Regions from separate parts of the Ovis aries genome. Here all the other regions are linked to region 2. Evidence: chromatin contacts called from public Hi-C data. All regions are on one chromosome and are shown on one strand. Each heading gives the region's core, a stretch centred on a gene start, on an enhancer-like site or on the middle of the called end of the contact. The rest is flanking DNA. Distances are from core to core; before and after follow the strand shown. Region 1 overlaps FHIP1A (FHF complex subunit HOOK interacting protein 1A). Region 2 has its middle 44 kb from the start of SH3D19. Region 3 holds the start of GATB (glutamyl-tRNA amidotransferase subunit B).

Region 1 (2,700 bases), core at 60-2,559, 260 kb after region 2:
TTGCACATAAATGTAAAATTTATGCAAATATATAAATGACTCCATATCTGTATGTATGCATGTGTATATATCTAGTATATATACAAAAGCTTGTATATGTTACAGTTGGTAGATCAGCAAATGCCTGGCTGTAATTGGAAAACCATTTACAGTCCCGTATTTGATCTTAAGAAAAGAAAGAAAGTAAAGTCGCTCAGTTGTGTCTGACTTTTTGCGACCCCATAGACTGTGGCCTACCAGGCTCCTCCGTCCGTGGGATTTTCCAGGCAAGAGAACTGGAGTGGGTTGCCATTTCCTTCTCCAGAGGATCTTCCTGACCCGGGGATCGAACCAGGGTCTCCTGCATTGTAGGCAGATGCTTTACTGTCTGAGCCACCAGGGAAGCCTTTGATCTTAGCTGGCGTATATAGTGAGCATGGGCTTTATCGGGGGTTGATTCGGTTTGTTCAGTGGTATTTGGCCTAACAAAAGTGAAAGTGAAGTGAAAGTCGCTCAGTCGTGTCTGACTCTTTGCAACCCCATGGACTATACAGTCCATGGAATTCTCCAGGCCAGAATACTGGAGTGGGTAGCCATTCCCTTCTCCAGGGGATGTTCCCAACCCAGAGATCGAACCTAGGTCTCCCACATTGCAGGCAGATTCTTTACCAGCTGAGTCTACAAGGGAAGCTGCCTAACAAAGCGAACTTGTTTAGTAAAGGAAATGTTTGTAAAGTATATTTTCCTGCTTGGATCTCTCCGCCCCCATAATTGTGTTTTCCTCCCGTAAACTGAATCCTTGAGACGAAGCACATATGGCTGAGGAAGAGCCAGGGCTGGGGAGTTGGAGGCAAGGCTGAGAGTGTAAGAGGGTTAAGCAGGGGAGTGGGTCAGGGCCCTGTGAGCAGCAGGGATCCGCAGCAGGTGAGTGGAACTGGGCAGCAAGCAGAAGCGGGGGCCCGGGAATGTTGGAGTTTGGTGGGAGTGATGTGAGAAGAGGGCACATAAGGAAAAGATTGAAAGGTCAAGGTCACAGCAGGAATCAGCCGACAGAACCCGAAAGGGCTCAGAGCCCACCTGGACGGCTGACCTGGGACATCGGAACAGAGGCTCCTGGCTGTTTCCGTGCCAGTTGTACTCTGGCCGGGAAGCTTCCTGGGCATTCCCTGTCAGGGTGGGAACCAGGCGCAGGGCGTGGCCCGCAGAGCCCACTTGTAAAAGCAGGTCAAGGGTGTGTCTGCCTGAAAGGGAAAGGGAGGTGGCCCGGGAGCGTCCTGACACCTGGAAGAGGGAGGCTAAGGACGAGCGGCAGCACAGGCAGAATCAGCACTTTGCTGAGCTTGTGACTCAGGGCCCTGGCTGTAACACACCAGTCTTTCGGGCAGTGAAGCCTCCAGGCCAGACTGGGGAATGAGGCGAGGGCCCTGTTCCAGACGACCAGCAAACCTTTTCTTTCTTTGTGGGGCTATCACAGCTCTGTTCTCATGTTCCTCTGCCCATGAACCCAGAAGGTGGTGTAGAAGAGCTTCTGTAAAGGGGATACAGAGAGAGCTCTCCATGTAGAAGCTGCTGTGTGCCTTACATTCTGTATAAAAATCTCAGTTCTCTTTTGTGGGTTTTTCGTGGCCCCCTGCCCACCAAAAGTAGGTCTGTTTGCAGAGGAGTGTCTTGAAATAAGTAATATAAATGAAGATTAACCCATGAGAAAAGTGTGGCTTGTGATCGTGTAAATAGTTTTGCTTTATATTTACATATATACATTTAGATACTTTATAAATATTTAAAGGCATGCATATAGAATAAACACATATGCATATATGAAAATTTATACTGGTTAGGAGTTTCTGTTCATTACTGTTTTAACTCAGCGTTTGGTCCTTCTTTTAGACAAAAGAACAAAATTACTTTGTTTTTATTTTTACTTATATTATGAAATTAGATCAATTTATAGAAAAGAAGAACTAATTAACCTTACAATCTCATTATATCTTCAAACTCATTTCTAACTGTGGGTCTATTTGTCAATATATTTAGTTTTTAACAAGTTATTTTTCCTTATCTATTGGATATAATGATATGATTCACTTCGTATTTATTTTTAATAGCATTAGTGTATGGTGATGTAACATTGTGATTATAACTCTCTTATTCTTGACCATTTGGGTCAATAATGGTTTTAGTTTTCATTATTGAAAATATAGCCTGGGTAAACATTTTAAAACAAATTATCTTTGTGTTGTTTCCTTGAGGCATTTTCCCCAAAGTGAGATTAACAAGTGAAAGGGCAGGAACAACGTTATGGCTTCTGTTACATGTTGCCAGATTGTTTTCTAGAAAGTCGGCACTCATTTGCAGCGCCACCGTCAATGTATAATGCACTGTGCCAGTTTAAGATAGTTTAGACGGTCTAAGCACACATGAGAAGTATAATTACATTTCTACCCCGAGGCCTTGCTGTATAGATAGCTCTCATAAGTAAACTCAATATGTGAACTTTGAAATTATCGAATTAATTTAAGTATGGAGCTAATTTGCTCTTTAGAATGTGGAGCCTTATAGGGGGCTTTGGGGCTGGAGAGCATCCTGTATCGAGGTGGTGCCCCCTTTTGGACGAGTGTGGTACTGCGATCCCACACTGTGAGACTGTCGAGGCCAGAACCAAAGGGGGACCACAGACCCCAGTGTTTCTCACAGTGAGGTCCTCAGGCTTGTGAGGAGTCC
Region 2 (2,700 bases), core at 158-2,657:
GGGGATCTTTCCAACCCAGGGATCGAACCCAGGTCTCCCACTGCAGGCGAATTCTTTACCGTCTGAGCCACCAGGGAATAGGGGCTAACCTAGACCAAGTAAATGGACTTTACATAGTTAACAAACTTAAGCTCTGCTAAGAAAAATGAAGGCAATCTTATCAAAGAATAAGAAAAAAAATCTCAACATATTAGGACACATCAATTAATGTATCCCCTTTCTATAAGCAGGCAAAACATAAAGCTGCTTACCTCATTTGAAAGTCTTGTAAATTTCTTTTAGTTAGAAATTTTGTGATTGCAAGTGACAAAACCCACATTAAACTCATTTAGGGCAAAAAATGGCGGGGGATTAATTGACTCAGTAATTGAAAAGTTGAAGGGCAGAAGTTCAGTCTAAAGGTTCAGACATGGCTGGATCCATGTGTAATTCAAGTTGAAAAAGAGCAAACTCAGAGCTTGAATGGGCTGTGTGTGCAAGTACCACCTAGGAGTGTGCATATATGTTTGTGTTGGGAAGTAGTAGGGGTAGGGTGGGCAAGGATCACCCTTATCTCATGGCTGAGTCCCTTCACTGTTCACCTGAAACCATCACATTGTTAATCAGCCATACCCTAATAAAAAAATAAAAGTTCAAAAGAAAAAAAAATGTTTATAATTTAAAAAATAATCAGCCCTACCTCAACTGCAAGGACTTAGAGCAGGGAAGGGGTGGTTCTCCAGAGGAAAACCAAGGGGCCCCTAGCAGAAGAAAGAAGAATGGATCTTGGGTAGGCAAAACCAACAGATTTCCAAATTACTCCCGTTTTCAAATAGTGTTGCACCAGCGTTCTTGAAATTCTCCCAGTTTTTTTCCCACTGTTGAAGACTTTGGGACTCAGGAGTTACCTACAAGGATACAGATATTCTGGGGCATTAGACTCATGGGGTGGCCAAAAAATGCTTTAAAAAATTCATGCCTGAGCCTAACCTCTCAAGTGAGGTCCAGACATTGGCCCTCAACACCTCAAGCTTTGTCCACACAGTAAATGTCTGAAAGGAAAAACAAACTATGCAGAGTTAAAAGCGGGAGATAGCAGTTAATCATCTCATAGCTTTTCTTGCCTCCCTTCTCGTCTGCCATGCTATTAAAGAGGCTCTCGGACAGAATGGGCTTCCCACGTGGCTCAATGGTAAGGAATCCGCCTGCTCATGCAACAGATGCAGGAAACTTGGGTTCTATCTCCTGCAGGAGGAAATGGCAACCCACCCCAGTACTCTTGCCTGGAAAATTCCATTAACAGAGGAGCCTGGCGGGCTGCAATCTGTGGAGTCGCAAAGAGCGGGACAACACTGAGCACACACGCAGGCTTGGGCAGAGTAGTTTTCTCATCAATACTGTGGAACTCAATGCAGAGAATACAGCAACCCCTACTGGTGGGAACCGGAGGCCCTCTGCAATGAAAGTGCCCAGTCCTAACCACCGGACCATCAGGGAGTTCCCTCCTTGGAACAGATTCCTACTCTCTGTGACTTACTGTCTCCAAGGGAACAGAAGTGGGAGAGGAAATGAGGAGTCACGTGTGTGCTCAAAGACACTCCAGTCCAATAAGGGAGGAAGACGAGTCTGAGTGAGGGAAGGGTGTGTGTGTGTGTGTGTGTGTGTGTGTGTGTGTTGCTTAATAACTTTAAAATCTGGTAAGCAAAAAGAAGCCTGGCCCATTAGGAGACTTGAAAGTAGTCCTTTAGGGCTAGACGATAGTGCCTGAGGGCAGACTAACCCCACTGAAGCTGGAGAAAAGAGCCAGGGGACATAAGGGCTAAGTTTATTTTCATTCAAGTGCTCTAAAGAAATGTTCTAAAGAGCATTTAAAGGGCTCCTCATGTGAAGAGTTGACTCATTGGAAAAGGCCCTGATGCTGGGAGGGATTGGGGGCAGGAGGAGAAGGGGGCGACAGAGGATGAGATGGCTGGATGGCATCACCGACTCCATAGACGTGGGTGTGGGTGAACTCCGGGAGTTGGTGATGGACAGGGAGGCCTGGCGTGCTGCGATTCACGGGGTCGCAAAGAGTCGGACACGACTGAGCGACTGAACTGAACTGAAGAAATGTTTATTACAGACTGGAATCCCACGCATTCTCTAATTTTGAGCTTGTACATTTTCTGTTTGTGAGTTGAAAAAAAAAATTACATCTTTAAATTGTAGTTTAAAAATCAGTCCGAAAAATACCCCCAAAGCCTCCCGAAAACCACTGGGATCCGGTGCTCCCGTGCCGCAGTGTCGCGGCTCGGCCACAAGGGTGCAGTGCAGCTCAGCGGACGGCGGAAGCCGGCGCTGACTGACGGATGGCCTGCGGGGCGGGGTCCCGGGAATCCCTCCCCAGGGAGCAAAGACGGTTCCTCTGGAACGAGGTGGGGCACTTTACCCCCGTCTGTACTTTTCCGGGCTTCCTCCTGCACCATCTATCGACCTTCCCCGCCAAAAACAGAAACAAAGTCAAAGCTCCGTTATAGCGTGTGGGGTACAAAAATGTCTGTAAATTAACGGTCCCTGCAGCACTCGCTTGCATGGCCTCATCCCGTACAAGCACTTGCCTTCTAAAAAAAATTGGAAACAACCAAAAGGTCCAACAGTCAGGCGCTGACGAAATGACTTGCAGTATGTTTATACAAAGAAATAGAGCCACACCCTTTAAAAGGTAGGGTAAATGATGAAAAC
Region 3 (2,700 bases), core at 43-2,542, 460 kb after region 2:
AAACTATAATTGAGAGGAATCAAACTAAGACGTCATCAGAAATCTGCATTCACTAAAACCCAATTCAATGTTTTTTTGCAGTTTCATTACATAAGAGAAAAAAACTTTTCATTCACTTTTCATAGTGAAACAACCTAATTTAATGAAAAGAACAGAACCAGTACTTCTGGACATTTTCCCCTCTGTAAAAACAGAAAAGCAAAAATAACAGCAACCTAACTATCTCAAAGGAAAAAATGAATATTTGACACATGCCTTATATTTCTGCACTTGAAAAGATATCATTTAGGTCTTATACAGTGAAATATAAGCAGCTGTTCAGACAATATTGAGCAAAATAAGCAACAGTCTCTACAGAACCAGAAGGAAGATCTCATACTGGCTGCATCTTCCTAGGTCTACACACACACCCCACACGTTCAACATGAAAGGCCTCCACAGATAGGTGGGTTTTCTAACTCAAGGCCAGCCATCCAGAACTTGTAGGTAAAGGCTCCTTTATACCACTAAAACACTGCTGGCCCGTAGTGTGCTAAATACATGTCAGCTAAATAAGATCCCACTTCTACTGATACTGGGCTGACTACTAGTTAAGGTGACTGAACCACTCTTCTGTGAAACATTAAAAAAAAAAAAAAAAAACTTGCTATTTTACACTCTCAAATTACCCAAATAAGGCTATCTGAAGACACTGGTTTATGTGTGGGGTAGGGACTGATAAGACAGCCAGTTTCCTGTCTTTATTTAGATTTCAGGGCTGCAACATACAGCCCAACACGTTCCCGCCCACCAAAACGTCCAGACTTAAGGCTGGGCTTTAAAGTGAAGTCGCTCAGTGGTGTCCGACTCTTTGCGACCCCATTAACTGCAGACCACCGAGCTCCTCTAGCCATGGGATTCTCCAGGCAAGAATACTGGAGTGGGTTGCGATTTCCTTCTCCAGGGAATCTTCCCGATCCAGGGATCAAACCCGAGTCTCCCGCATTGTAGGCAGAGGCTTTACCGTCTGAGCCACCAGGGAAGTCTGTAGTGGCCATCTCCCAAGTCCCACAGTTCTACCTCAACTTTAAGTGGGCAATACTGGTATGAAATAGTATACCCTTTTCTCGGCTTCTGGGCTGTGATGTGGGGCTGCTGAGCCACTGTGCTCTGCCCCCTTTTCCCGTTGGACGTGGACCCAGTCGGAGGCCCTCTTCTGTGGCAAGAACCGCAGCCAACCCGGGCGAAAGCAAACCGCCTTCCAGGACAGCACCACCGCAACATGGGCGCCGCCATTGTCTCTCCAGAGTCCTGGTCAGGTGACACAGCCTCCCTCTGCTGCAAGGCTCTCTGGGAAACGTAGTTCTCAGAAATTAGATAAACCGCGCTAGACTCGGACCGGAAGACTACTATTACCAGAGAGCACTGCGACCGGAAGGCTTCCGGAACTGGGCGGGGAGGGGGCGGGAAGCAGAAGGAGCCGGGAGAGTGGGAGGGTTTTTGGGTGGGAAGGTGTGACTCCTCCTAGCGGGGAGTTGGAGAGGTTTGTAGCTGTAAGCACGTGAGAGAGAGAGCAGGCGGTGCCAGAGATCGAAAGCTGAGAAACCTGGCTGGGATTTTATATACCAGTTAACCTGTCGGGCTGAAGTAAATGACCTTGACATCTCCATAAAGACTCTCTGAACCGCCCAACTCAGTTCTTTTTTCTGCTTCCTTTTCCACTTCAGACCCAAATGTAAGCATAACTGCAAGAAATAATTATTTGCATGCCAATATGCTCGGCATGGTTCTTAGACACGGGGGATTCAGCAGTGATCAAGGCAGATATAGCCACCATGTTCACGAAACTTACATTCTTGGTAGACTAGACATACAGAGAAGTTAACAAAAATAGGATGCTTTCAGATAGACCATAAGGACCATATTTCAGCACAGGTTCTTGGGAGATAGACAGACCTAGACTGAAACCTCAGGAAGATTTTAAATTTTTCTTTTTGATCTTGGCCAGTGTTTGAAAATACTATGTAACAACGGAAGCCTTGATAGCAAATACCATCATCCCAGTGGGCTTCTTTTTTTTTTTTCCCCCTGCTTCAAAATGCATCCCCTTCTTGAAACGCCCACTGATTTCTTGTATTTGAGCATACAGTTTAGAACAGCTATTCCACCATTCTCTATTAGATCGCCCTATACTAATACTCCACATAGTGCTCGTGACTATCTGATGTTTGTCTTCCATCTCCACAAGCTCCTTGAGAATGGGAAATCGGTCTGCCTTATTCAATACAGTATTACCAAAGTACAAAGTAGGTCTCTCAGAAATGCTTGTTGATTGAAGGATTGCTGTGTGAAGAATGCATTTGACAAAAGAATGGAGTACATGCCCTTCAGAGTAGCTGTGTGGGAAGGAGATGATGGAATAGTGTGGTGGTGGAGGCAGAGAGAAATTGACCTCTGTGAGATAGATTAGGAAGGTAAGATTGGAGGACTTGGTATTGGATTAGATATAATGGCGGAAGCCTAGGGGAGGGTCAAGTAACTTCTGAATTTCTGGCTTTATACAACTGGATGGCTGATGGAGTTACTCACTGAGATAAGGAAATCAGGAAAGAACAGACTTGTCAGAAAATACGACTTTGGTTGCCTTGGAGACGTATAAGAGGAGAAATCGAGTAAGCATCATTGATGCCTAACTGAATATTGAGCAGGGGGGGAACCTGC

What was found. Hi-C and Micro-C count contacts between places; a contact is called where the count stands out from the background.
Region 1: a Hi-C map of tail adipose tissue shows a contact between it and region 2, with 4 times the contacts expected there. The contact joins two enhancer-like sites. A contact is called at or near these places in 5 of 16 Hi-C or Micro-C datasets (hypothalamus, liver, mixed tissues and 2 more).
Region 3: a contact with region 2 is called in a Hi-C map of tail adipose tissue, with 4 times the contacts expected there. The contact joins the promoter of GATB here to the enhancer-like site in region 2. A contact is called at or near these places in 2 of 16 Hi-C or Micro-C datasets (liver and tail adipose tissue).

The regions. Positions count from the first base shown.
Region 1 is chr17:6,369,015-6,371,714 of ARS-UI_Ramb_v3.0, reverse strand. All of the region lies in intron 4 of FHIP1A (FHF complex subunit HOOK interacting protein 1A), which reads left to right. Among named protein-coding and RNA genes, the nearest start is that of GATB, 200 kb to the right of the region's middle. Within about 2 kb of position 1,309, at least 11 of the 54 cell types and tissues checked have an H3K27ac peak or open chromatin away from gene starts, as enhancers often do.
Region 2 is chr17:6,628,043-6,630,742 of ARS-UI_Ramb_v3.0, reverse strand. No RefSeq gene overlaps it. Among named protein-coding and RNA genes, the nearest start is that of SH3D19, 44 kb to the left of the region's middle. Within about 2 kb of position 1,407, at least 24 of the 54 cell types and tissues checked have an H3K27ac peak or open chromatin away from gene starts, as enhancers often do. A contact at or near this core is called in tail adipose tissue, where this site is marked.
Region 3 is chr17:6,170,149-6,172,848 of ARS-UI_Ramb_v3.0, reverse strand. It overlaps GATB (glutamyl-tRNA amidotransferase subunit B), which reads right to left and starts at 1,292. Exons shown (of 12, transcript XM_042234934.1): 1 at 1,100-1,292. The coding sequence starts at 1,275.